Regions from separate parts of the Mus musculus genome. Here all the other regions are linked to region 1. Evidence: chromatin contacts called from public HiChIP or PLAC-seq and promoter capture Hi-C data. All regions are on one chromosome and are shown on one strand. The core of a region is the stretch at or near the end of the contact, and the rest is flanking DNA. Distances in the headings are between cores, read along the strand shown. Region 1 holds the start of Adat2 (adenosine deaminase, tRNA-specific 2). Region 2 has its middle 20 kb from the start of Hivep2. Region 3 has its middle 16 kb from the start of Gm22995. Region 4 overlaps Plagl1 (pleiomorphic adenoma gene-like 1).

What was found. Promoter capture Hi-C pulls out the DNA fragments that hold promoters and counts their contacts. HiChIP or PLAC-seq counts read pairs in DNA pulled down with a chosen protein or histone mark.
Region 2: an H3K4me3 HiChIP or PLAC-seq map of bone marrow-derived macrophages shows a contact between it and region 1, with 2.9 times the contacts expected there. The contact joins the enhancer-like site here to the promoter of Adat2 in region 1. A contact is called at or near these places in 5 of 39 promoter capture datasets (the C10 cell line, liver, maxillary cranial neural crest and 2 more), 2 of 15 datasets of contacts at CTCF or cohesin (large pre-B cells and stem cell-derived epiblast-like cells), 9 of 484 Hi-C or Micro-C datasets (the AML12 cell line, LSK cells, bone marrow-derived macrophages and 6 more), 10 of 115 datasets of contacts at active chromatin or transcription factors (bone marrow-derived macrophages, craniofacial prominence, embryonic basal ganglia and 6 more) and 5 of 9 other capture datasets (adipose tissue, embryonic stem cells, liver and 2 more).
Region 3: a promoter capture Hi-C map of hippocampal neurons shows a contact between it and region 1, with 4 times the contacts expected there. The contact joins the enhancer-like site here to the promoter of Adat2 in region 1. A contact is called at or near these places in 6 of 39 promoter capture datasets (the 3T3-L1 cell line, the C10 cell line, hippocampal neurons and 2 more), 2 of 484 Hi-C or Micro-C datasets (bone marrow-derived macrophages and cortical neurons), 7 of 115 datasets of contacts at active chromatin or transcription factors (bone marrow-derived macrophages, craniofacial prominence, embryonic limb bud and 3 more) and 3 of 9 other capture datasets (adipose tissue, embryonic stem cells and pancreatic islet).
Region 4: a contact with region 1 is called in an H3K27ac HiChIP or PLAC-seq map of embryonic stem cells, with 7 read pairs. The contact joins the enhancer-like site here to the promoter of Adat2 in region 1. A contact is called at or near these places in 6 of 39 promoter capture datasets (the C10 cell line, the HPC-7 cell line, HPC-7-derived erythroid cells and 4 more), 16 of 484 Hi-C or Micro-C datasets (CD8 T cells, the P5424 cell line, Th1 cells and 10 more), 12 of 115 datasets of contacts at active chromatin or transcription factors (astrocytes, bone marrow-derived macrophages, cardiomyocytes and 6 more) and 4 of 9 other capture datasets (adipose tissue, liver, macrophages and 1 more).

What each region holds. Positions count from the first base shown.
Region 1 is chr10:13,548,796-13,554,792 of GRCm38.p6, forward strand. Adat2 (adenosine deaminase, tRNA-specific 2) reads left to right here and starts at 4,112. Exons shown (of 6, transcript NM_025748.4): 1 at 4,112-4,566. The coding sequence starts at 4,471. Pex3 (peroxisomal biogenesis factor 3) reads right to left here and starts at 4,347. Exons shown (of 12, transcript NM_019961.3): 1 at 4,031-4,347. The coding sequence starts at 4,103.
Region 2 is chr10:13,942,682-13,949,356 of GRCm38.p6, forward strand. No RefSeq gene overlaps it. Among named protein-coding and RNA genes, the nearest start is that of Hivep2, 20 kb to the right of the region's middle. Within about 2 kb of position 3,995, at least 46 of the 459 cell types and tissues checked have an H3K27ac peak or open chromatin away from gene starts, as enhancers often do. A contact at or near this core is called in bone marrow-derived macrophages, where this site is marked.
Region 3 is chr10:13,901,209-13,907,825 of GRCm38.p6, forward strand. No RefSeq gene overlaps it. Among named protein-coding and RNA genes, the nearest start is that of Gm22995, 16 kb to the left of the region's middle. Within about 2 kb of position 5,148, at least 8 of the 459 cell types and tissues checked have an H3K27ac peak or open chromatin away from gene starts, as enhancers often do. A contact at or near this core is called in cortical neurons and hippocampal neurons, where this site is marked.
Region 4 is chr10:13,104,481-13,110,878 of GRCm38.p6, forward strand. It overlaps Plagl1 (pleiomorphic adenoma gene-like 1), which reads left to right. Exons shown (of 6, transcript NM_009538.3): 2 at 1,375-1,413. Among named protein-coding and RNA genes, the nearest start is that of Hymai, 17 kb to the left of the region's middle. Within about 2 kb of position 3,676, at least 58 of the 459 cell types and tissues checked have an H3K27ac peak or open chromatin away from gene starts, as enhancers often do. A contact at or near this core is called in embryonic stem cells, nephron progenitors, reprogramming fibroblasts and 1 more, where this site is marked.

The DNA.
Region 1 (5,997 bases), core at 2,862-5,361:
AGACAATTTGCGAGCTCCTAGAAGCTCTGTGGCTTTATAACAGTCGGTATTCAGTTACAGAAGACAGCGTGAAACAAGATGATCATCATGTGGCACAGCCTAGTACAGATCCCTTTTAAGTGACTGAAGAAACAAACTCTACAGACACCTTGATCAGGGCTATTAACTTCAAAAGTATAAGGTACATTTTAATTTTGTAAATTTCTCCTTTGGTAGGTTTTTACTGTGGAAGCACCAGAGAAGTCACACATGAGATCAGGCTTAAGTCCTAGACACACTGTTTTACCTTAGTTATCACTGATATTGCTAGTCAAGGTCTAGTTTACTTAGGATCCCGTATACAAAATTCACAAACTGACTCCTTCTAATGTTTCTCTAGGAAATACTAAAGAAAGAAAGAAAACGATCATTAGCTAGCACAGACTCGGGGCTGTATATGCTTCTCTGCCAGGCTGACTCTAGGACTAGAAAACAGGCATTAATGATGGCTCTTGGTCAGCAAGTGAGGTAACTTGGAGCAGGTCACTTACTCCCTCTGGATATACATCTTTTTCGTGTGTAAAATCAAATAGCTTTACCAAAAAAAAAAAAAAAAAAAAAAAAAGTGAAAATGTTTCGACATTTCCTTGCATGGCCAATTAAGCAAAATATCTTTGTATAAATCATTTGTTTTAAAACCATCTCTCAGGCTTGTCTTCCAGGATAAAGATTTCTATAGCACAACTATTTTCAATAACAATTTGAAATAATCCATCAACATTGTTTCCAATCAAGCAGATCCCCAACTTCTAATGTTTACATCTTTTCCATCTTTTCTCAGTGCTGAGTAGTGAACTTGTCCATGCTTAGCCAGTGCCCGCTTGGTGACATCTTCATTTCAGTACTGACGCATTCCTGAACTGTACTCTACACCTGAAGAAAGAGAACCTGACAGAAGAAGTCTATATTTTTCTAAAGCACTTTAAATGGTTTTCATCCATAGCAAAGACCTAGAAGCAACTGCACACAGATCCTGCCCACATTACATACATGGCATAGTAAGGCAGCCATTTCACACTGTGTATTACTTTATTTCCATGCACACTCTCCAGACTTAGAGAAACCGATGTCTTACTCCTTGTGTATTCAGAGTCCAGTAGAGTTAGAGTAGGCCTTATTTTTGTTCAAATGTTAAGTGAATAAATGACTCGAAAAATCCCTAACGAGGTTAAAAATTCCAAGGCTTAAGATATAACTCAGTGTTCTGTGCTTTTAAGAACTCAGCGATTGAGTCTAGCTCCTCTGTTCCGTGACACTTTCTCTTGTCCAGTGGTTTTCAAAGTATGGTCTGGACCTCCCTGGAGTCTGTTGGAGATCTATGAGGTCCACAATATTTGTGTCATACTGAAATGTTGTCACTGGCACTCTACACTCTTTCCCATCAGACAGTTTGAGAACCACTGCTCTTCTCCAGCCTCAATGGTCAAGTGGAGTAAATGGACACACAGCAATTACCATCTAAAGGGTAGGAACTAGAAAGTCTGACTTTAGAAGCCACACAACCCAAAGTTCTGCTTGTTGTGTTTTTCCAGCATTAAATATCTAACTCTTTGATCATACATAATAACACCTTACTCAGCTTTCAAAATATGCAACTCCTCTTGTGAAATCTGCCTCATTTTATACAACTCCATGCTGCTGCGTACCACTAGGCTCTGTATTCAACTCTATCACGGTCTAGTAACAGTATTTCACTTATTTCTTCATTCTTAAAACATAAAGAACCCACTGAGGCAGAGTGTAGAGTATGGGATGATAATATGCATTGGGATCTAACACACTTGGGGTTGAATTCTTATTTCCTTGTTAATAACTCAAACCTTTAGCAAGTTTCTTAAAGTCTAGGGACTCTAGTTTCTCAATTTTACAATGGCCTAATAGTAACTATACTGCTGCCATTTCCAGAGGTTGGAAAGGACTTAGTATGCTGTTTAACATATGGTGGGTCCCTAGTACATATATGTGATTAAAATATATATAAATTATACCTATTTAATCATACCGGTCACAATAGTATAATCACTTAATAAATATTTCATATTTCTTAAAATGTAAGATAGGAATTTTCTTACAATACAGAAAAAATATGAACTCTTACAAATAAAACTAGGTAAGTTCAACTCTTTTTTTTTTTTTTTTTTTTCGAGACAGGGTTTCTCTGTGTAGCCCTGGCTGTCCTGGAACTCACTCTGAAGACCAGGCTGGCCTCAAACTCAGAAATTTACCTGCCTCTGCCTTCCAAGTGCTGGGATTAAAGGTGTGCACCATCACTGCCCCGCTCAGGTTCAACTCTTTTTTTTTATTTTCTGAGACAGTGTTTCTCTGTATAGCCCTGGCTGTCCTGGAACTCACTTTGTAGACCAGGCTGGCCTCGAACTCAGAAATCCGCCTGTCTCTGCCTCCGGAGTGCTGGGATTAAAGGCGTGCACCACCACACCCGGCCAGATTCAACTCTTTTAAGACTTTTTGTTTTGCTAAAAAAGCAATAGTGCTTCGATTATACCTTTGAATCTCTTCCCCCTCCCTTTTGTTGTTGTTTTGTTTTCTGTTTGTATGTCTTTTGTTTTTTGAGACAGGGTCTCAATATGAAGCTCTGGGTGTTCTGGACCTTACCTCCAACTCAGAGAGCTGCCTGTCTCTGCTTCCGAGTGCTGGGATTAAGAGTGTGTGCCACCACACCCAGTTTTTTCCTTCCTCTTCATCTCCAAATATAAAACTCTCAATATCGTTTCAAAAAAAACCTATTACTATATGCATATACTCTTTAATTTCTCCTATGATTATTTCTGATCTGCCATTAAGTATTTCATAAACTGTAAGGGTTAGGCTTTTCCCTCTGAAATTGCTAGAGACAATTTTCTTCCCTTAGGTAGAGCAAAAATTTTTCTTTATACGTCTTCCATGACAACTTTATCTTTAGCATATGTATTCTATAATATTGGTACAATTTATATACCTTAGATATTAGAGACTGGAGGTAATATAAAACACATTGTATCTATAAAGTATTTCCTATAAAATATGAACTATTATTCATTTGTGCTATACCTCAGAGATATGCAGAATGTGGTTACTGTTTTACAAATGTCCTAATATTTTAAGTCATATTATGATATATTTATACACACACACACATAGATCAGAGGATAGTGGTAACAGTTCTTAAAACTCAAGTTTTAAAAATTCTTTTAAACTCCCTTTTTGTGTTGTTCAAAAGATTCCCTTCTTAAAATCCCATAATTATTAACTGAGGGTTGTCTTTCCAAGACAAAGGGTTTAAAGCAGTGTGTGTGTGTGTGTGTGTGTGTGTTGCTCCTTCCCTGGGACCCAATGCAGTCAGCCTAGGCAAGCACTCTACCACAAAGTTACAATTCCAGCATCAAGATTTTTATCCTGTTTCTAACTTTCCTCTCAGCCAGTGAACTCAACTATATCACCAAAATGGATCATGACCACAACCTTGCCAGTCCTGACAACACTGCAGAATAAGCACTGTGTTGATATATAGTTTGTACTTTACAATTGGAGAACAGAAATTATCTGCTGTATATTTTACAGCAACATGCTGTTTTCGGTTTACCTTTAAACACCACCTCAAAGAGCAGACTTAAGATAATGGCCCTAGAATATTTCGAAACTCGTGTGAAAGGTTGAAAGCAGAGTTGACAAACAGAATGAAAATCTAACAGGAAAGCAAAAGAAGAAAATTGGAAGGCAAATGTATCTATCTATACGAGAATAGTGCTTTGAAAAGAAACTTCATTGGGGTAGACTCTTGAAGGCCCATGGGGAGAAAAAGGACGGGGGCAGAGTGAGGGGCAAAGGGCACAGAGATCCAGATAAAAGAACTTTAGAGGTTCTTCTTTGACGGTTGAGCCAATCCCTTCGACAAATCCCAGTTTGGTATCAGTGGGCCCTGCCTGTTTTTATAAGTCACCTCTGTCACTCCTTTCTGCCAATGGCCCCTTCTAAAAAGCATGTTGTCACTCACCTCCGAGGACTGTGCCCAGGAAGATGCATTTCTTTTTGTGACGTTTCAGAAAATTCCACATTGATCTCAGCATCTCCAGACCCCGTGTTGTGTGGGTTGCCTAGGGGAGAGGGGCTGGCTCACCGTGTCTTCCGTCCACCTGGCCTGGACCTCCGGCAGCAGCGCGGTGGCGGCGCTAGGTGCTCTCCAGAAACCACAGACGTTTCTCTGAGCAGAGGTTGTGGCTTAAGCGGAGGAAGGGGGCGTGGACTAGAGCGGAGCAGCGACGCTTTCGGTCCCCCAGCCGCCGCTTACTGATCCGGGACGCCTGGGTCCGTCCGCAAATAGCTCCCGGGTGCCTCGTCTTTTCCCGTCCTCCTGGAAGCAAGGTCCGCTCCCGCCGCGTTCCGCTGTCCTCTCTTCTCTCGTCCCTCGGCCCGGAGTCTCTGAGCGGCGGAGGTATGGAGGAGAAGGTGGAGTCCACCACTACTCCAGACGGCCCGTGCGTGGTGTCCGTACAGGAGACGGAAAAGTGGATGGAGGAGGCGATGCGAATGGTGAGGAATCGGGCAGGTGGATGCTGAGAGCGCAAACTTTCTCCCGGCCATATCCTGACCAGAGTAGTTGAGCAAATGTGCCGGGCGCGCTATCTATCATGTCTGAAAATACCTGAAGCAGCAACTTGTTTTATTCTAGGGGGAATTTTTCTTTAGCTTTGTCTCATAGTAATTGGGGTGAAGGGAAAATACAGAAACGGTTCGATTGATGTATTACAGGGAGTCTTATCTGCCGCCTGGGGATGTGTGCTCCCTACCTGCCTATCTTCCTTCCCATGTGGACACATACTTTCAAATCCATAAAGCCACATTATTTTATGGCTTGCTCCCATATAATGGGAGGAAGCTGATGTTTCTGTAAAGGGTCATATCAAAACGTGTCCTGGTACAATCCTCACCGATGATGTGTCTACTCTTTCTACGATACTTTTCTCTGCCCTTGTATTCCCTTCCTTCCTGCGATTCTTATAGATTGCTCATCATGGAGAGCTCTGGTCGTATTTTTACATGTTTTCCCAAGCTTATTACCCATATCGATGTGTGGCAGGGATAGACGTTTGTGGCAGGGATATACATACAAACTATGTATGTATACACAGTTTGATGCTGGGTTTTCATTCTGTGAACATGGAACACCAATTTGTTTACAGCATTGTAAAGGCCTTAAAACTGAGCTCAGCCTTTGGTGTGGGGATATTATTTTTGTTTATTCTTTTACAAAATTAAAATATCTCACCTTTTTATTCTAATGGTTACAGAAGTTCACCTTCATAAGAAATTAAAATCTAGAAGACAGAAACATGTTTTCCACCCCACGCCCCCAGACAAATGGCATAATGCATTCTTTTAATTTTTTAATTAACATCTTTTTTTTTTTTTTTTTTTTTTTTGGTCATCTTTCTCAGAGCTCGGGGTGGGAAGAAGAGAGCCTTTGTTCATCAGTTGTCGAGTTGAGAATTTGTTGGTTTAAGGAAGATCAAGTCACCATTTCAGTGGCAGAGCTTTGGCCTCTTCCAAAGAAGGCCAGCTTCTTAAGTTCAAATCCATCTAAACAGTTAGACCTATTTGACTCAACTCTTTTGCATTTGTGACAAAGGGAAGGGACAGACTGGAAGAAATGGGAGGGGCAATGGAAAGTCTGAGACTGGGTGGAGTGTTGTGGATTTTCAGCCTCAAGCTTTGAACTTGTCCATAGAGGAAATGCATGCACATTTGCATGTATTTGCCCTGGGAAGCAGTTCTTCTCAATCAACCCCCATAGACTGCTTTCCTAGAGCTTCACTTTCTCTCAATGGCCGTTGCATCTGCTCAGCCACTCACCAGCATCCTGGCCTACAAGCTGTGCCTTAGCAATTATGTTGTATGTCTCTTTAAGGTAGCCCTATCATTTCTAGTGAGATAAATTTGCTGGAAGGAGAGAGAGAGAGAGAG
Region 2 (6,675 bases), core at 2,745-5,244, 390 kb after region 1:
TTTAAAAAAAAAATAAAAAAATAAAAAAAAGCCAGTGGCCTAAAGGAAAGGGTAGAATAGGAAAGGGTGGGACAACTGGGAAGCAGAAAGGATTCTGGGATACAGCCAGGTTTCAGAGATTTGCCTGGGGAAGATGTGAGGAAATGGGCAAATGGTGCTTGAGCACAGGTCACCAGCCACTGTAGGCAGAATGTAGGTCGGACACTCTTATATGTTAGAATCACCTTCTTGTCTTTTGAATTTTATTTCTAGCCATTTACTGAGTTTCACCTTTAAAATCATGCTGCTTGTTCTAGTTCTGGCCACTGTGAGGCAGTTCCATAAACTGTGTGTCATATAAGCAACAATCATTTCATTTCTTATAGATCTGGAGGTTGGACATCAAGTATTGATGGGTTCTCATGAGCCCATCTCTTGGTTGCAGAGGGCTGACTTCTGTGTCCTGGAATGGCAGAAAGACAGCAAGCTAGCTCTCTGGCTTCCGTTATTAAGGATACTCCGGTTCTGAGGAGTCCACCCTCCTGCCTAATTGCCTTCCCATAACTTTACCACCTAGCATTATAGCCATCATTTCAGAGCTTTTTTTTTTTCAACATATGAAATCTTGGGAGACAGATTCAGTTCATTCAATTTCTACCAAGAAAACTGATTACAGTTGTAATCTGCACTCTTCTTGTTGGCCCTTGTTTTTCCCTTTGTCCGTGTGTGTGTGTGTGTGTGTGTGTGTGTGTGTGTGTGTGTGTGTGTGTGTGTGTGTGTTTAGGGGAGACTCATTTTGCTTAGCACAATATAAGAAACAATAAAGAATTACAGTACTCACGCTGTTTCCCTGTGCACACCACTCTCGACTTCATTTTCAAACTGCTGTACCTGAAGATAAAGGGTGATGAAATCATTGCCATCTTGGAAGGAATCCCAAGCAAGCACCAAGATTCACACTTTCCTAAAAAGTACAGGGACTTAAGGATCTTTAAGGACGGAAGTGCAAAATAAAAAGCCAGTCTGGTAGTGGCAATTTCTTTGCAACCCAAATGAAGAAAAGCCGACTTGACCTGGACGGTTCTGCAGAGCTGAAGTTGTGTCTTCATGGTTCATTTGGTTCTTAGCCTTCTTCCTGCCAGTCAAGACAGTAAGGAGAGAGCTTTTTTGGCACAGGAGCCCTGACTGCTTGAAATGAGGCAGAGATCACCCAGGCACATCAGAGGCAAGACACCAGATGTTAATAACACATTTCCACTGTTAGATGTTTGGATCAAAAGGCTAAAGGTGAAGGTCTTATCTCATTTGTCAAATGATGTAAGTCGTTATTAAATCAGGGCAAACCAGTTAACATCTAAAGTATAATTTCTGTTGCTATTTATAAATGCACTCAACAGTTCATTTGGCTTGCCTGGCTTATTTAATTGTGTATGGCATTTTGCATTTGTTAAAAGCTTAGGGAGAACAAGGAAATGACCTACACAAATCACAGTTCAGAGGAATGCAAAACTTTTCTCCATGTGCCAATTAAATGTTAGCAAGTTTGAGTTGCTTGTTTAAATCACGAATCATATAAAACAGCACACAATATTTGAGTGCAGGAAACGCTTCAGGTAACCCTGGCACATTTTAACAACACTTGTAGAATTTGAGGGGCTCTATCTGTTTTTTTGGAATAGAAGTGTGCGTGTGGGTGGGCTCACAAATAAAGAGAGGGTTGCATGTATATGTGTCATCTCATTAACTACACAGGTATCAAAAGGAAAACAAAAATGTGTGCAGACAAACACATCTACACTGGAAAGTCTTAAGACTTTTAAATTTTTATTTATTTGTTTATTTGTTTATTTATTTCTAAGAAAGGTGATGGAGTTCAGTTTTGAAGGACCTCTAAAGGATACAGTCTTGGTAATTCAGATACTGACCGAAAGAAAGAAGGGGGTCAGCTTGATGAGCTGACTAGCCAGGGAGCCCATCACCGTGTCTTGGATCAGCTTTCTGTTGCTGTGAGGGGACACTGACCATGGGAAGTCGTATAAAAGAAAACATGTAACTGGGGCTGGCTTACAGTTTCAGAGATTTAGTCCATGATTGGCATGGCAGAAAGCATGGTGGCTTAAGAGCTGAGGGCTCTACATTCTGATCTTTAGGCAGCAGCAGCAGACTGTGAGCCATACTGAAACTATACACTGAGTGTCGCTTGAGCATAGGAGACCTCAAAGCCCGTCCCAACAGTGACACTTCCTCCAACAAGACTGTGCCTCCTGATAGTGCCACTCCCTATGGACCAAGCATTCAAATACGTGAGTCTGTGGCGGCCATTCCTATTCATACTACCACACTGGATAAGGATTTGCAGTTACCTTTATCACCATGTTAGTACATGTTCATTTCTTCCTATGTGCTTTCCTAAAAAGAAATTTGCTTGCATTTTGTGTATGTGTGTTCGTGTGCATATGTGTAAGGTGCATGAGCATCTATACGTATGTAAGGATACAGGCACTTGCAGAGGCCAGAAGTTGACATCAGAACTTTTTCCTCAGTTGAAATCACTACCTTAGTTTTTGAGACCTAAAGCTTAGTTTTCAGCTGGACTGGCTGGCCATAGGGCCTCAGGATTCTTCCTAGCCCTTTTCCCACTGCTGAGATTACAGGTATGCTCCATGTCTGATTTTGTGAGTGTGAGTGTGAGTGTGTGTGTGTGTGTGTGTGTGTGTGTGTGTGTGTGTATGACTGCAGGGGATCTGAACTCAAGTCCTTCTGCTTCCAGAGCAAGTATGATACCCCCTGAGCCATCTCCCCAGCCCATCTTCATGTATTCATTTTACCCTCTGAACAATCTTCTGGGATCTTATTCTGCCCATAAAAAGGATGAGGAAACAGGTCACCTGGACAGCAGGAATTAAACAACTGTGTCTTCTGAGAGAGCAGCAAGTGCTCTGAATTATGGGCCACCTCTGTTCAGTCCCCGGAAATTACTGTTCTAACCACATACTTTCTTATTGAGGTTTTATCCTCCTACCCAGTAAAGCATCATGTTTTACTTAATAAAAACACAGATTTTAAGGGTGTCAGTTGACCTTCTATCAGATAACTGTTAAATTTATTTACATGTATCCATGTGACCAGAAATAGTATTTGCTAAACAAACAAACAAACAAAAACTGATTAAGGTATCCGAGATCTATAGTTACATATGCATGAAAATGTTAGTGCTCTGTTTAAGTCAAATATATCGCATTTTTATGGGAAAATGTCAAAAAAAAAACAAAGAAAAGAAAGACAGAAAGAAATAAAAATTGGGTTTTTAAGAGGGCAGTATGCAAGAGTAAAGTAAATTTAGAGTTGTTTTATTAACACAGTGATGTGATTTGAGTTTGCATCTTACCATAGAGAAAGGTACCCTTTAGAGATACCCAGAGGCTATTATTTTTGCTCATCTATTCTGATAATACAATGGATGTTCTAAGACAAGCCGGGGGTGGTAACCAAGGGCTTCATTTATCTGAAATTAGAAATGCCCACAATGGGTTGGCAGGGCCGTGGGCAGCACTGTGTTTCCCAGCTCTCTCTAATTAGCCCTAGAAAAATGAGAAGAAAAGCACCCACATTCTGAAAGGCTTGCTACCTGAAGAACTATTTTCCTTTTGTTATATTCAGTGTGTATAATTATGTTTTCACAAAGTCCATGGCTTTGGAATCTTTCCCTCACTGACCTGCCACCTAGTTGTAAGTCCTACCCAGCAGCCTCTGTTTATCCAAGTCTGAAAGGTTGTTTCTGTGAAAAATTTGCTTTAAAATAATTAGTGTGTGTGTGTGTGTGTGTGTGTGTGTGTGTGTGTGTGTGTGTATGTGAGTGATTATCCCCTATGCCTTTCTTTCCCCTCCTTTGAAAGTGGCCTACCCAGTAATTGTGCTTGCCTCTGTCTAAGCTTTTGGTCAGCTCTCAGGCCCTTTGCTCACTCCCCCAACCTCAGCCCAACCGTGCTGGCTCTCGGTTCCTCATGGTGCTGAGCTGTTTCTGTCTTGAGCTTCTGCACTTTCTGTTCCCTTTCTCTGATGGCCTCTCCCTGTCATTCAGTGCTAAGCGCAAAATTGTCAACCCTGTGAACGCCCCTGCTGACGTCCAGTCTTGGTCCCACAACAAGTCTATTGCCTCTTGATGACTTGGTTTGTTCTTACAATTCTTATCATCAGTCTTATTCATTCCCCATGTTTCCTCGTGTACCTTCGTGCCTTTATCTGCCTTGTTCTCGCCTCTATCTCTAGTCACTTAACAATACCTAGCACGAGGGCACTTATAAATAAGGAAGCATATCTCTTTACTCAAAAATCAGTAGATGAAGGTAGGAGTTAGAATACAGATTGGTTTGGGGGTTTATTGACTGGGAAAGGGCATAGGAGGCGGTCTGGAGTGTTAAAAATATCCCTCATTGTCATCAAGGTAATTGTCACATGATATTCTCTCCCTCCCCCTACTGTACGCATATGGAAGGAAAGGTCACACACACATATTCAAAAGTAATTTTTCTTTACCCTTATGGTTTAGCAACGTTTGATATACTATGAACTGTTTTGCCAGTTAGTCAAGTGATAATCTCCCCAGGTAACATTTGAGGGAGCTTTTCATACCAGATGCCCAGGTCAGGAATCTCCAAATACTTTTTCAAGATCCTTGATTGTTGGAAAATAACCATTGTCTTAAAGGACAGATATCAAGAACAAAACCAGCTAGCTGCATACTGGATGCATACTGCTTCTTGTACGTTGGCCTGCTTTGAGTATAGCTCTAACTGTATTAGGTGAGGATTTATTTATCAGAGGGAGCCTCATGCATTTCAGGGGCAGTACCATGGTGAGCAGACAGAGCCCTGAAAAAAAGATAAGAAAGGAGAATAAAATGCAAAGTGCCAGCTGGCCGTGGTAGCATATACCTTTAATCACAGCACTCGGTTAGGAGAGGCAGGTGAATTTCTTTGAGTTCTGGGTTCTAGGCTACCCTGGTCTACACAGTGGACTCCAGGACAGTCAGAGTTATACAGTGAGATCCTGTTTGAAATGAAACAAAAATGCAAAGTGTTTATTTATCACAGGGCATCATTTATCCATCTGCCAGTTGTGATTCTATAGATTCTATAGTCTCACTGAGGAGAAATGACTAGAGAGAAAATAAAATTAGAGGACATTGGCTGGGAATGGATCATATTAATTTGTTGGAATGAAAAGATTTGACATATTCATCGCTATATGCAAGAAAGCCAACTATAAAGAACATACTGAGTAAGTTTTTTTCTTAATTAAAAATATGGCTTTATGAGATATAAAATAAATGACTCTAATGTTGAATTAGTTTGTGAAAATAATCAAGAGCACCCTTACATCTATAGGTTAATTCTTCAAATGCAGTGAAATCTTAAGTACAAAATGTTTTAGAAATTATCTAACTCTTCTTCAGCCTTGTGAAGTATTTCTAAACAGAGCATGGATTTCCTCTCTTAATTGTACAAAATTCATTGCTCTGGCACACCGGTCTTTCCATGGTTGGGTTCACGATCCACATAGATGGGCACAGGGAGCCATCTCAGTGGCTATAGGTTGTGTTGACGTCATCCCAGTAAGGGCTAACTGAGTTCCCCTTTCCCCCTTCACTCTGCACAATGTGAACAGCTCTCTCCTTGCTGGGCATGTTCCTCTGGGTCAAAACAATACCTACACTTGTACTCCCTCCCTTGATATACTGTTTCTAATTGTCAATCCTAGTTTAGGTCAAATGTCTAGCTAAGAGCAAAGCACGGTGGCCACTGGATTTCCACTTAACCCCACCCTCTCCTCCTCTTCACTCAAGGCTCAAAGCTAGACAAAAAAAGCTTCTAGCTCATCAGAAATCAGACGGATAGGCTGCCTAGAAGTGGATAACGTCATTGTTACCAGAATTCCAGAAATAGTAAGTAAAAGTAAAAGACTTATTTTTTAAAGAAAAACACATAACCTCGACATGTCTGGTCATGAGAAACAATCTCATTTCTGAGCAGGTAGCATACTGACTTGCTACTGCATGGCCCTCAACCCTAATCTGACTTGTGAGCCCTCAATCCTAATCTGACTTGTGATCCTTACTTCCAGCCACTCCAAAAGTACCAGTTTCTTTAAAACTGGGTATCCATGGTAGTATGAACAGGAATGGCCCACATAAACTTATGTGTTTGAATGTTCGGCTCATAGGGAGTGGCACTATTAAGAGGTACGGCCGTTGGAGAAAGTGTGTCTTTGGAGGCAGGTTTTGCAGTCTCTTTTTCTGGGTTTTTTTGTTTTTGTTTTTGTTTTTGTTTTGTTTGTTTGTTTGTTTGTTTGAGACAGAGTTTCTCTGTATAGTCCTGGCTGTCCCAGAACTCACTTTGTAAACCAGGTTGCCCTCGAACTCAGAAATCCACCTGCCTCTGCCTCCCAAGTGCTGGGATTAAAGGCGTGCTCCACCCGGCCCAGGCTTTGCAGTCTTATAAGCACAAGTTTGTCTGGTATGACACAGTCTCCTGCTGCTGCCTGCAGATCAAGATGTGGAATTCTCCAGCACCATGTCCACCGGCATAGCATGACGTCCCACTATGGTGATATGAACTAAACCTCTGAAACTGTAAGCCAGCCCCAGTTAAATGTTTGCCTTTATTAAGAGTTGCTGTGGTCGTGGAGTCTCTTAAC
Region 3 (6,617 bases), core at 3,898-6,397, 350 kb after region 1:
AAATACCTAATAAAAAATGGAAAAAAAAAAAAAAAAAAAGAACTTGGTCTTGCAGTGTTCTGAGCCCATAATTTTCCTTTCTATACACGACACCATTTACTCCCTGCTGCCAGCTTTTCCCATGATGCCCCTAAACATCTCCCTCTTAACTTGTTACCTTCCTTTGCTGTTTGTTTGTTTAGATCCATTGGATTTAATTAATGTTGCCCATATGTCCATTAGCTGGGATTTAGGGGACCTACAGTTGGCCATACTTCCAAAGAAAAGGGACTTTTTCACTTCCGGCAGCCAGCATCAGCTTGCCTTAGCTCTTCAGCTATGGGTGGGACCTTGGGCAACATTCTCAGGATCAGGTTCAGTTTGAACCCGGAGTGCAGAAATAGACATGCTTTGGCTTGGAATTGGTGCTGACAATAGTCCCTTTGTCATGTGTACTTTCCCCATGGAGACACGGAATGGTCATCTATTCCCCCTATGCTGGATTTGCTTCCACAAGGCAGAAAAGCAGAGAGATACAAGTTAAGGAAAGAGTTTCTGTGAGAACAGACAGTAGATCCGCATGCCTTTAAGCCCAGTACTCAGAAGAAAGAGGGAAGCAGAACTTGGAGTTCAAGGTCAGCCTGGTCTATATAGTGAGCTCCAGTACAGCCAGGGTATCATAGAGAAACTCTATCTCAAAGAACCAAAAATAAAAATATAAATTAAAATAAAACAAAAATAAAATGAAAGAAGAAATAGCTCATGAGAGCGTCTTGACCACTAATTCATGTACCTGTAAGAAGAAGAGCCAATACAGTTGAAATTCGGTTGCTGCTGTTAAAACATGCAATGAAAACTCTTAACTGCTACAAAACGTCAACACAAAACAATGTACTTCCACACAATTAAGGCAGACAATTCAGTACAGGTCTCCAGTGTGGTTGAAAGGGACATGTTTGGCTTGGTCATGTGTTCATAAAAGAATACAAGTTGACAGGAATAAGCCACTGGGCAGTGGAAGACTCTGAGATGAGTAAGACAGTTCCTCTTTTGCAGATGAGGTTTACTGAGGAGAATGTCAAACATTTATCAGTTCTTCGTTTATTCTACTCTTTGACTTCATTATGTCCCCAAAGCAACCCAGGGTAGAAGCTAAAATCACTGTCATGGAAAGTAATCACTGAGAAATATGGATTAAGGTAACTGTGGTCCAATCTCTAGGACAGAACTAGGGTTCTATAAAGCAGCAACTCTGGACCCCAAACACCGCACAGTACAGCACTGTCTGGTTCTCAGGTTAGAGTAGAGTTCAATGCAGAAGGGCAGGCCTCCTAATGGGCTCCTCCAGCAAAGTACTCAGGAGATCATGAGAAGGGAAGACTCCATCCCCCAAATGGCACTGAAGTTTTAAAAGACATTGTACATTTCCTGTTGGTTGGTTGGTTGGTTGGTTTTCTCCTATTCTTGCTTGTTTTTACTTTTTATTTTTGGATGGATGCTTGTTACCTAATGAGAGAGAGGGGGGATGGTGGAGGAGAGAAGGTGGTGAGGATCTGTGAAGAGTTGGGTGAGGGGAAACCATAATCAGAATATATTGTAGGGGAAAACAGCTATTTTTTTTCAATAAAAATTATTTTTGTGTGTGTGTGCATATTGTCTGCATGGAGGAAAGAATGAATTGTGGTTTCTCTGGAAGAATAACAGTACATGATCTTAACCACTGAAGCAAATCTCCAGCCCCTTAGGTGGCATTCGATGTAATGTGTGAAGATAAAGTGGGAGTATCCTCAAGTACAGACAGCAGAATCCAAGCAGCAGCCACCATCACAGATGGAGGAGGAAAACATGATCTGGTAGATGAAGGAAGGTGGTTCTTGGGGAGGCTGGGTTGAGTGTTTGATAGACCAGATATGGAATCTTTGTGCTCTTAGATGGTGGGATTGCCCCTCAAGCCCAGTGTCTTTATAGTGGAATGGCTTTAAACCTCACTGGCTACAAGAACAAAAGGCTGATGGACATATTTTAGTGAGTGAAAGCAGTTTCTTTTGGCTTTTGAAAACACATCTCTTAGAATATCTTCGCTCTTTAAGGTTATGGACGTGCAATTAAAATAAATTACACTTGCCCTGTGGAGTTTTTTTCAATCTACCTCTTCTCTCTTAGATCAGCTAAACTGCACTCCTTGTTAATTTCTGGAAGGGTTTATTTCGTATTTCTGTATGGAGAGTTGAGAGTTGAATTGCTGAGAATGGAGAGCTGAAACTGGATGGCTAGATTGAGCCTGGGGGCACAGTAACTACAAATCCAGCTTTTATTCATTTATTTATTTATCAGACACTCCTACTGGGTCCTAGGTATAGAACAAATGCAAAGGAAAAGTGAAACAGTTGCACGCCCTCTCCCACTTTGTGCCTTTTAGCAACAGGAGAGAGAAAATGAAGAAAGGGCAGAAAGACCCCCCCCAAAAAACATAAATACAATGAAAAGAATGAAGACGATAGGGTTATCTTAAGTGAGGCGGCAAGGGAGAGCCACTCTGACAGCATTTGAATTGAGCCACAAAGATTACTGTGAGTGGAATATACAACAAGAGCAAATATCAGATAAAACAGAGTGACTGAAGCTGAGGAAAAATAAAACCAGTGTGGTCAGAGTGTAGCGAGGAGCCTAGCAGAGCTGACTCAGTGAGACAGAGACTGGATTACAGGAGGCTTTGCCTGTCCCGGAAGGGTATGAGTGCTTTATTCTGATGCACTTAAGCTTATTGGCACTTAAAGGTTTGGCCTTAACATCTGGTTGGAATGAAAAATGAAATGGAGGAGCAGAATAATAACACTAATATTAACATACTCAACCAGAATACACCTTAGCTTACAATCACAATGCATCCCTTCTTTGTCTCTGAGTGTTTAGTTCCAGTAGAATTTTATCTAAATCCCTTTTGTGACGAGAGACTCAGAAGCCCCGAAATGCTCGTTTTTAGCTCTGGTAGTGTTACCGGAAAAGAGTTGTATTACCTTTGTCCAGAGTTGTATTAACTTTGCAAGCATGTGCACATAAACGGTAGATGCATATTATTAGAATGTGCATACAGAAGTAGTAAGCTAGATGTAGTGAGTTGTAGAAAGAGAACAGCAATCTCTCCTGCTAAGAGCATGCATGCCACATGCTGTCAGGTTGGGATAACATGACTCAGGGTTCTATGTAGAACTGGTGACAGGACACAGCATCCTCAGATTGGTCCTTTGCCTCCTCTCTTCATTAATCCTGTAAAGAGTGTGAAAAGTCCCTGCAGACGACTGAGCAGCTTGCTTAGTGGGTAACATGCCTACCACAGATGCATGAGGGCCTGAGTTAGAATAGCCGGTCCTCAGAGAAAAGGCATGGCAGTGTGTTTTAGTAGGCATATCTCTGCAGGGCAAGATAGGCAGACCCTGGAGGCCTCGCTGGTCTTCCAGTCTAGCCAAAATAGAGAGCTGCAGGTTCAATAAGAGACCTTATTTTCAAAAAAATCAATTAGAGTACCCTAGACAAAGACATCTGATGTCAACCTCTGGCCTCCACATGGTCACACGTGGGGAAGTGTACCTGTGTACCTGTGTGTGTACCACCCCCCAAGCCCGCATATACACATAAGTTATTCCACAAAGCTTGAGGACCGATCCAGGCATGTCACAGACTTCAATTCTGACTGCAAAGAAATTCAGAAGGTAAATCTGTGCAGCTCATTCTTGTTAGCGCCACCTTAAAAAAATGCTGCTTCAATTTACCCAGATTTCAATATTCCAGTTCTCTCCTCAGTTTGTAATTATCATTAGGATTCTATCGACAACAGAGTTTTTGCCAATTATGCTACCGAATGCTGTGTAAAAAAACAATTACAGATGGCAATCTATTTGGCAAATATCTTCTATAAAAATAAAGTAATAATTTTCTAAATTGATTTGCTGGTCCATCAGACAATTAAAGCAGATGAGTTTGGGGTTCTTTTATTTTTTTCTCTTCTTTTCTACGCTTTGGTCAGTTGTGCACAGAAAGTTGGCAGAAGCAGCATTCAGGACTTTCCATTTTGAGAAGATTTCCAAGCAGAGCCCATTTATTTCCAGAGTAACCTTGAAAAATATTCCTTTAATTTTAAGCAAAGAAAGCTTTTTTGTGAAGAAAAAAAAAAAAGTCTCCCTTAGTAAGGGTCTTTCAATGGGTTAGCATTTTGAATGCGTGTTTCTCCATAGAGACACGACCCATTATCACAGATCAGCATCTGCAGGGTCACTTCGTTTCTCCATAGAGACACGACCCGTTATCACAGATCAGCATCTGCAGGGTCACTTCTTTTTCCAAAGGATCTGACTCAGCAGGAAGCATAAAAATATGATACTCGCCTGGAATGCCCATTTGAAGCACCAGTTTCCATACGTCCATAAGATTTCTTCTAGAAGCTATCTCTCCTTTCCAAAAGTGCTACTCAGGGGACTCATAAAGGGGATACAGACAAAAGCCACTGAAAGAAAAGGATGTAGGGGCCATGGCATATTCGGGCCATGTAGGAGACAGGAGGAAGCTTATGTAATCAACATCGTCTTGAAAGCATGTGAATGAATACACGTGTGCACACAGACCCGCACATGCACACATGGACACATGCTAATGGGCACTCAAATGCTCTGATTCCATGTACTGATCCATTCGTGGTCTTAAAAGTGGAGAAAGCTGCTAGGAGAAAAGTATTCATACGTTATCCCGATGTAAACTAATAGAGTCATCCTGAAGATATCGTAAGTATCGTGTCCCTGAGTGATACAATCAGGCATCTTGGATTTTAACATGAATCAAATTTAAAATGACTTGTCCACCACTCTACACACTGGGTTTAATGATGCCTGCTAACCCATTGCCTTCTGAGCACTCTGCATCCTATTCTATCTGCTGCGGCAGTTACCATTAGATTCTTCCAGCCTCTAATTCTATGTTGTGTAAATGTTACGTTGCACATTGAGGCTTCCAGTAGGAACATACAAATCTCAAATGGACACTGAAAGCATCATTTTTCAAAGAGCCAAACTGAAGTTCGGGGAAGAAAAATAAGTCAGCATTTAATGGACAGAACAGAGTGGAAACATCTGACAGAACAGTAGGAAACTTGCTCTGTTCTGAATGCCTCTCTACCGCTCTCGCCATCTGTCATGCATTTCTCGTGAAATAAACAATTTCAGAAACGTTTTAGCCAGGGAAGAGGTACTTTGCATGTATCCGTCTATTTGTCCTATACTGCCCATAAGGCAGTGAAGGAAATCACTATCAAGGAGATGCTTTGACCCTGATGGCGGGCAGCACTTATACTTGGAGATGCTTGCAGGGGACATGAGCTGGAGAGGGAATAGGAAACGGGGTCAGAGAGGAAGGGAAGAGAAACAAATTGCTGCCAAGAGCAAATGCTGAATTTCCTGCAGTTTTTATTTCCCGAAATCAGAGTGGATACTAGAGGGCTGGCTGGGTGAAGGAGCTGGGGGATGGGAGGGAAATGGTGATGACTCCCAAGGAGGAGGGGGAGGAGGAGGAGGAGGAGGGGGAGGAGGAGGAGGAGGAGGAGGAGGAGGAGGAGGGAGGAGGAAGAGGAAGAGGAGGAGGGGTCTTTCTATATTTTTTGAACTATTTCCACAATCTGGCAATACTTTCATACCAGAAGGAAATTATTTACCATTTTCTATGTCTCTGTTGACGGCACGAGTCTCTTCCCATCACTCCGCATGTGAAGGACAGCTTTTCCTAGTACCCTTCGCTTAATGTTGTGAGGGCATTTCTTGTAACTTTGCATTGACACCTTTGAACTTGATCACTGGTAGCTTAGTGTAATATTTTTAATACCTCTTTGGAGAATGTTTTCTCTATTGAATGTGTCCCGTTCATTTTTTTCTCCTATGTGTCTTCTACCCTGGAAATGTAATCTTTTTCTCCCTGGGGGATACTCTTGACAGTAGATCCTGTACATGGCCTCAGCTTCAGTGTTCCTCTGTGCTCATGGAAAAGGCACTTTATCTCCTGGTTCTTCAACTCTACTTTTTGTTGCTCTGGACTGTGGTAAAGGTTGAATAAGACTGTATATTTAGAGTGCCCGGTTCATATTGAGAGATAAACACAGACTTTCTCTTGCATGCCTTTCCTCTTTGTCCCCATTCCTCTGTACCTCTTTCCTGCCTTGCTTCCTTCCCTGGAATTCTTTTCTTCCTCCTCCTCATTGTTCTTTTATTGACAGATCCAAAGACTGACACAATAGCAGTATTCTAAGTCAAGAATGTCCACTCTTTTGGAAAAAATTTAAGGCTCTATAACTCATATTTTAAAAATAAATAAAAAGTAACATTTTTGTCAAACATCTTTGGTGTTAGTTATTCCATGTATCACTCTCTCCCTTAACCTTCCATCTCCCTCCACATTTATATTGTTCTTGCATTACGTCTTCTTTTCTACTTCTGCCTAACGAAGTTGCCCACTGGAGCAATAATGGCACAACTGTTATAGTGATACCAACCATGTCCTGATTGAATGTAAGGCTCCACAGGAGAAAACTCATATTTGCTACTGTAAATTTGATTAAGAATCTGTGGCTAGAGGGTCACCATCCCCAGGAGAGAACATAT
Region 4 (6,398 bases), core at 2,426-4,925, 440 kb before region 1:
GCTATGTGATTGGTTTGTTGTTCTAATTAGGGGTCTTTTTGTTGTGTGCTCCATCCTCTGGTTTTTTGTTTTGACCATTTTCCATCATTTCATGTTTGAATACAGAACAATTTTCATTTTGTAAATTACCGTTCCAGTCTGGTTAATGTGCTGCATATACTTGAGAGACTGAACATAATTGAGGATTCCAGGCCACTTTGGGTTATAGAACGTGAGTTTGTCTCACAAAAACAAAACAAGACAGAATAGAACAAAACACTCGTATCATTGTTCGGGGACATTTTTCCTATTCAGTTTCTCTATATTAAGGTGAAATCTAGCAATAATTGGGGGCTTTGTGGTGATAGCACAACATATTTTGATGTCATTAATATTGATTATCTTGAGGGACATTTGCGCCTGGACGCCAATTGTCTGATCCCAAATACTGCTAGTATAATTGTATATAACTTATTCACCCTCCCAGTGTCTTAGTTTCCTCTTGGGCCACTCAGTGGTATATGTATACTAATTAAAGTAATATGGAAAAGACCTACTTGATCCTATGGTAAATATCTAAAAGTTTCTTGTTAGAGCTACGTTGAAAATATGGAATGCAAATTAAGAGATCATGTCCTATGTAGCAGAAGATAGCCTATTCGGCCATCATTGGGAAGAGGCCCCTTGGTATTGCAAACTTTATATGCCTTAGTACCTGGGAATGCCATGGCCAAGAAGTGGGAGTGAGTGGGTAGGGGAGCAGGGTGGGGGGAGGGTATAGGGGGCTTTTGGGATAGCATTTGAAATGTAAGTGAAGACAATATCTAATAAAAAAAAAAGAGATCATGTCCATGTTTGGTTTTAAAATAAGTTGTTTATCCTGAAATAGCCATGAGAAGAAAGAGACTTTAAAACTTATCCCAATGCATACAAAGAGAATTCTTTAATCATGCTTTAATGCACAGCTTGGTAGCAGTCTCTTAAGTCTGAGAGGTGTCTTTTCTTTCTTAATTGGTGGACTCATGTTTAATGTTGAAGCAGGCATGAGCTTGATGGTGGGAGTTATTGGGAGTTATGGGGGGGCTTGAGGTGGTGGACTCGCTCTATATCTCGACTTTGGTGGTGATATGAGCCTGTGATAAATGTATACAAGTCAATGGACACATCCAATAAAACTGGAGACATCGAAAAAGACTCTGGATTGTATTAACAGCATTTTATCTGTAACATAATATACAGTTTTGCAAAATCTTGATGCTGGGGGAAATTAAGTCAAGGCTGTCTTAAAAGTGACCTCGGATCTCCAACAGTCTCAAGATTACTGTCATCCAAGGCACACGCCCAACTGTTGTGTGAATACTGTTGTGTCAATGAGTACTCTTTGTTTGCTTTCAGGTTGTTCCTGCTTGATTGCTTCAGCGTGCCATCGGCTTCGTAAGTTCATATTTATTTATTTCTTTTGTTTCCCCTCCTTTTTTTTTTAATCCCCTTTCCCAGGATCTTGCCTTCACTTATCCCAAAGGAATATCTTATGACCTGGGGTAAACTATTTTCCTTATTTGGAGCATAGATTGGTATTTTTAAGGTCCTTTTTCAGTGGATCCCTAATGCTAGGAGATGGATTATTTTGAGGGTAGTAACATGATTGCTTATTCAGTGTAGTTGGGGAAAGAGGACTTCAGTGGATAATTATATCCATGGTACAGAGCGTCTGTGTATAATGGGAGCAGTGTGAGATCTGAAGACTGAACACTTGGAGTTTCCATCCTCCTGCTGTATGACACTGGCAAGTCTCTTCACCTTGCTAGAGCCCATTTTCTCCTCTCTGAGAAACACGTTCATAATGCCTCAGTCAGTTGTAAGAGGAGGATCAAGTTGTAATATCGCAGTTCTTTGCAAATGCTTCTGAAAGATTGGTAAGTGAGCCCATGAGTGTGTTTGACCCTGGCCACAGGCTTTCTTAAAGTAGTAAATTTCATGAGTACTTCTGAAAAATAATTTGATGTAGAGGAGCTTAATGAGTTTCCAGAGAACCTTGTTTGAGTCAGAGTGACCTGCAATTATGTGACGCCGATCATAAGACCAGCTTCCTGTCATGAGCAAGCTTTGGAGGCATGCTAATTTCACAGTACCTTGTAAAGAAATTCCTGACAGATATTTTTGTCTCCATTTCAGAAGACTAGGAAAACAGAGATGTTAGTGTAACCCCTTAACCTAAAGTACGTCAATGGACAGATTTAGCTTAACATTCTTGATAAAACAGTCACTTGTCTTTGTCACAGGCACCTGTCTCCCCTCCCTGCCTTTATCATCTTCTTCCCTTCCCCTTTTGTCTCTTTTTCTCCTTCTTTAGTTTTCTGAGAGAGGCTCTCGTTATTGAGCCTAGGGTTGGCCTTGAACTCGTGACCCAACACTGTGAGCGTCTGAGGGCCATGCTGAGATTACCAGCGTGTGCTATCACAATCGCCACTTTGGCCTTTTTAAAGCTCATTCCTGTCTAACCTTGAAAATAAGTGGAAGCCTTTCACAGAGGGCTGTTGACTACTCTCTGTGGTACCTCTGTAGTAGTTAAAGATAGACAAGAATCAGTGAATTCAGGGCTCAGGAAATCTGTGGTGAGCCCTAGGACAGTACTGAAGCTTGGAACTGGGCATGTGGGAAGGGTGTGTTCTGCATCAAGAAGTGGGTTTTCCATACCTTTAGTTCCAATATTGTTTATTTTCTCTTCGGTTTAGGAATTTTGAAAGGTAAGCCATCTCTCCTGTTTACTCAGGATGAGTGACAGACACGAACACATTTCATTACAGGGTTTGGTGAAGGTCGCCTCAAAGGAGCAGTTCTGAATTCAAGGGCAAATTTAGAAACCCTTTTAATTATGTTTGTTTAATAGAGGTAACCCCCCCTTGGGAAAACATATTTTCTTTCAGACTCTGTTGGTTCGCCCTGCCCCTGGCTAGCCCTCTTCACTCCCACAAACGTGCAAACACTCCTTCACACAGAGACCACTATTTAGGACCTGGCTACCCAGCTAGATTCCCCAAGTTAAAGGGGAAAAAAAAGGTAACTGTTTCGCCCCTGTTCCTATTTCTGTTTAGCAAACAGAATTTATACAAACTATACTCTTCTCTGAGCTGTGTGGCCTTCCCTGGGGACGGTGCCTTCGGGAACGTCTAGAAGTTAGAAATTACACTTTTCACTTGAAGTAACCAGGAACTTGTACAGTGTAGGGGCTTTGCTGGAACACAGGAGTGGATTGATAAGGGGCTGGTCGGGGGACCTTCCACCACACCTATACAACTGTTAGGTTGGGAAGAAACTTTCCAGAGAGTTTGGGTTCAGTGGAGAAAAGAAATTTCAGACGGTTAAGTGGATCACCATTCGTAAAGATACCATGGAAGGAGAAAGGGAGAGCGAGAGAGAAGAAGTTTATTTATGGAATGTCAGGGAGCCATTGAGGCCCAGCAGGATCTAGAAACCTAGGACTTTCCTCCAGGCCTCTCTTCTCCCCCTGACCTTGGATGAACTAGTGAGCAGTATATTATGCCAGCCGATTGTATCGTTTTGTCACGGTTAGCATTCTGGACTGTCACTGGAATGTAGGAAACAGATGAATTTGAATTGAACCATGAGGTGGTCTGCCCGGCCCTCTCCTGGTCTCAAGGAGACCTGTCGCAGTTTGTCTGGGCTGGGCCTTAATGAAAGCTTTAGAGGGAGAGAGAGGTGGGCCTTTGATCTCTTTGTTCCTGCTGCACCCTGGGAACTGGCTGAAATCAATGCGCTGTTTTCCTGAAGGAGTGAATGGGTCTGCCTAACTAGCTTTGTAAAGCTGTGGGGAATTCACTGCCTCTGTTTATTGACAGCTGAAAGGGAGCGCATGGGGTGGAATGGACCTTCTTGTGAAAACCAGGCACAGGAAAAATTAGACCTCAATTTAACACAGAGGAATTTGGAAATTCACCCCAAAGGAGCCGGGAGTTTCTCATGCTTACATTAGAATGACTCAAGTTTGGGGCTAGTGTGTAATGAACAATGGGGGTTTTGTCCCAACTATGCTATAAGTAGGAATATGGTATGCATAATGAATGACGGCAAGTAGCCGGCCATTCAACGTGCCCTTCTCTTTTTAAAACCCAGACAGAAAGACAAATGCGAACCATGATATAATCAGGTGATCCCCTCCTTTCTTTCCACCAAGAAGAAGCATTAATGGCATGGCTGGCTCCTTCAAAGTTTGTTTTTCATTTGTTTGTTTCAAAACATCTTTGAACTTGAGATCTAAGTTCATGGCGGGGACCCATTCTGTCTTGTGATTATTGCAGGGATACAATGATTACACATCATGGAGTTTTTTTTTTTTTTCTAGTCCCAGAACTGCTGAGAATGTCCGCAGAGTGTGTCGGAAACAAATGCGACAGACAGTGGACGGAGATAGCTCCTGGAGTAACAATAGTTTGTAAATCTTAAAATTAACTACCTTCCTTTTCAGAACATGGTAAAGTAGGAGCTCTGGTTTATGGCAAGGAAATACCCCACCCTTTCTTAGCTCTCTTCCCTCACTGGCCTGATGCTTGATTTCCCAGAAAGAATTTATGGCTCCCTCCTTTGGCCCCAGCCCTTTGTGCATACCTCAACCACAGCACTTAACACGTCCCCCAGAGCTCTTTGTTTAGGTGTATTCTTTTAGCTAGAGGTAAAGCAGCTGTGTCCTATTCATTTTTATATCTTCAAGCCCAGCAAAGTTCTTGGCTCAGTAAATGTGGCTGGATGAATGGGGATTGATGGCTCTCTGTACATCCTATGAATGTAACTACTTAACCAGGCTTCCACTGCAAATGCTACATTTTAGGAAAACCTGATTGGTCTATTGAACCTGATCAATGCTGTTGCTGTTCCTTTATGGCGTATTATCAAACACTTTTTTTTTTTTTTTTTGCCTTCATAAGTTTGCGAGCCTCCATCAGCCCCTCTAGAGGAGGCATTTAAAAGCATAGGGCAATGTCCCTTTTGGGGCCAACCTCTGATATCGTTCCTTTCTAAAAGATTCTTAGTGAGTGTCATGTGTAGATATTTTCCCTAAGAAGATGACCAGGCTTTTAATTAAGAGTTCTGTAGACTTTCCCTTGACTGAAATTATCACTTGAGACAGATAAAGCTGCAGTTGAGATGATTTAATTCTATGATATGCTGATAATACAGAATAAAACCTCCCCCCCTCCTCTCACTGGCATTGCTGCCTATCTACCCCCAAGTGGAAACTGAGGAAGAATTTTATCCTGTGCAGCCACTTTGATTTCATAGGACCCTAAATCACACCCAATTGCTGAATTATTCTCACATCAACTCTCTGCCAAGGGGCTTGCACTCTAACTAGGTAGATCATTGTCACTGTTTCCCAGCCCAGGAAGCCTGGGAGGAGGGGGGCTAGGCAGAATGCAGGAGGCATGGGATCTGATCCCATAACTGTTCTTCAGTGTGCTGCTTATTGCCTGTCTGAACCTGAGAACACTTCAGGACTGACCCCTGGCTGGGATGTGACAGGGTGACATGTGACAGAGACATTCCTGAGCTCATGTGTTCCTTACCTACCCACACATAGCATTTCAGTTCCCCAGCGGTGCCTCTTCTGGCTTTTTTAATTACATATCCCTCTAAGGTTGCTGTCACTCCTGATGTGACCTCTGTCTTCAATGTCATCTGGATCTCCTCTGTCCTCTGCACAGTAAACATGCCTTCACTAAGCTGTCAGTCGCCTACCCACTCAGCTCTCCCTGGTCAGTCTTGCGTCTGTCCTTGTTTTTCTGAGTTGAAGCCCACACTAAAGCCATCCACCTCTTACACAGAAGAAGGAGTTGTCATAACATGCACGGTGTTCTTTGAGTGGCCTGGTGACATGTGAAAGACCAATTTTTTCCAAGCCCGTTTGTAATTGTTTTCAGTCACTAAATATGATACTGCATTAAAAACACTATCTAAAGAATATCATTAAAATTACTTGCTGGGCTCCAAATGCATACACCATTGCATACGCCCACAAGATTTTGCTGAAAGGACCCTGATATAGCTGTCTCTTGTGAGGTTATGCCAGTGCCTGGCAAACACAGATGTGGATGCTCACAGTCAGCTATTGGGTGGAACACAGGGCCACCAGTGGAGGAGCTAGAGAAAGTACCCAAAGAGCTAAAGGGGTCTGCAACCCTATAGGTGGAACAACAATATGAACTAACCAGTAACCCCCAGAGCTCGTGTCTCTAGCTGCATATGTAGCAGAAGATGGCCTAGTCAGCTATCATTGGGAAGAGAGGCCCCTTGGTCTTGCAAACTTTATATGCCCCAGTACAGGGGAACACCAGGGCCAAGAAGTGGGAGTGGGTGGGTAGGAGAGCGGGGGGTCAGGAGGAGAAGGGTATGGGGGACTTTCG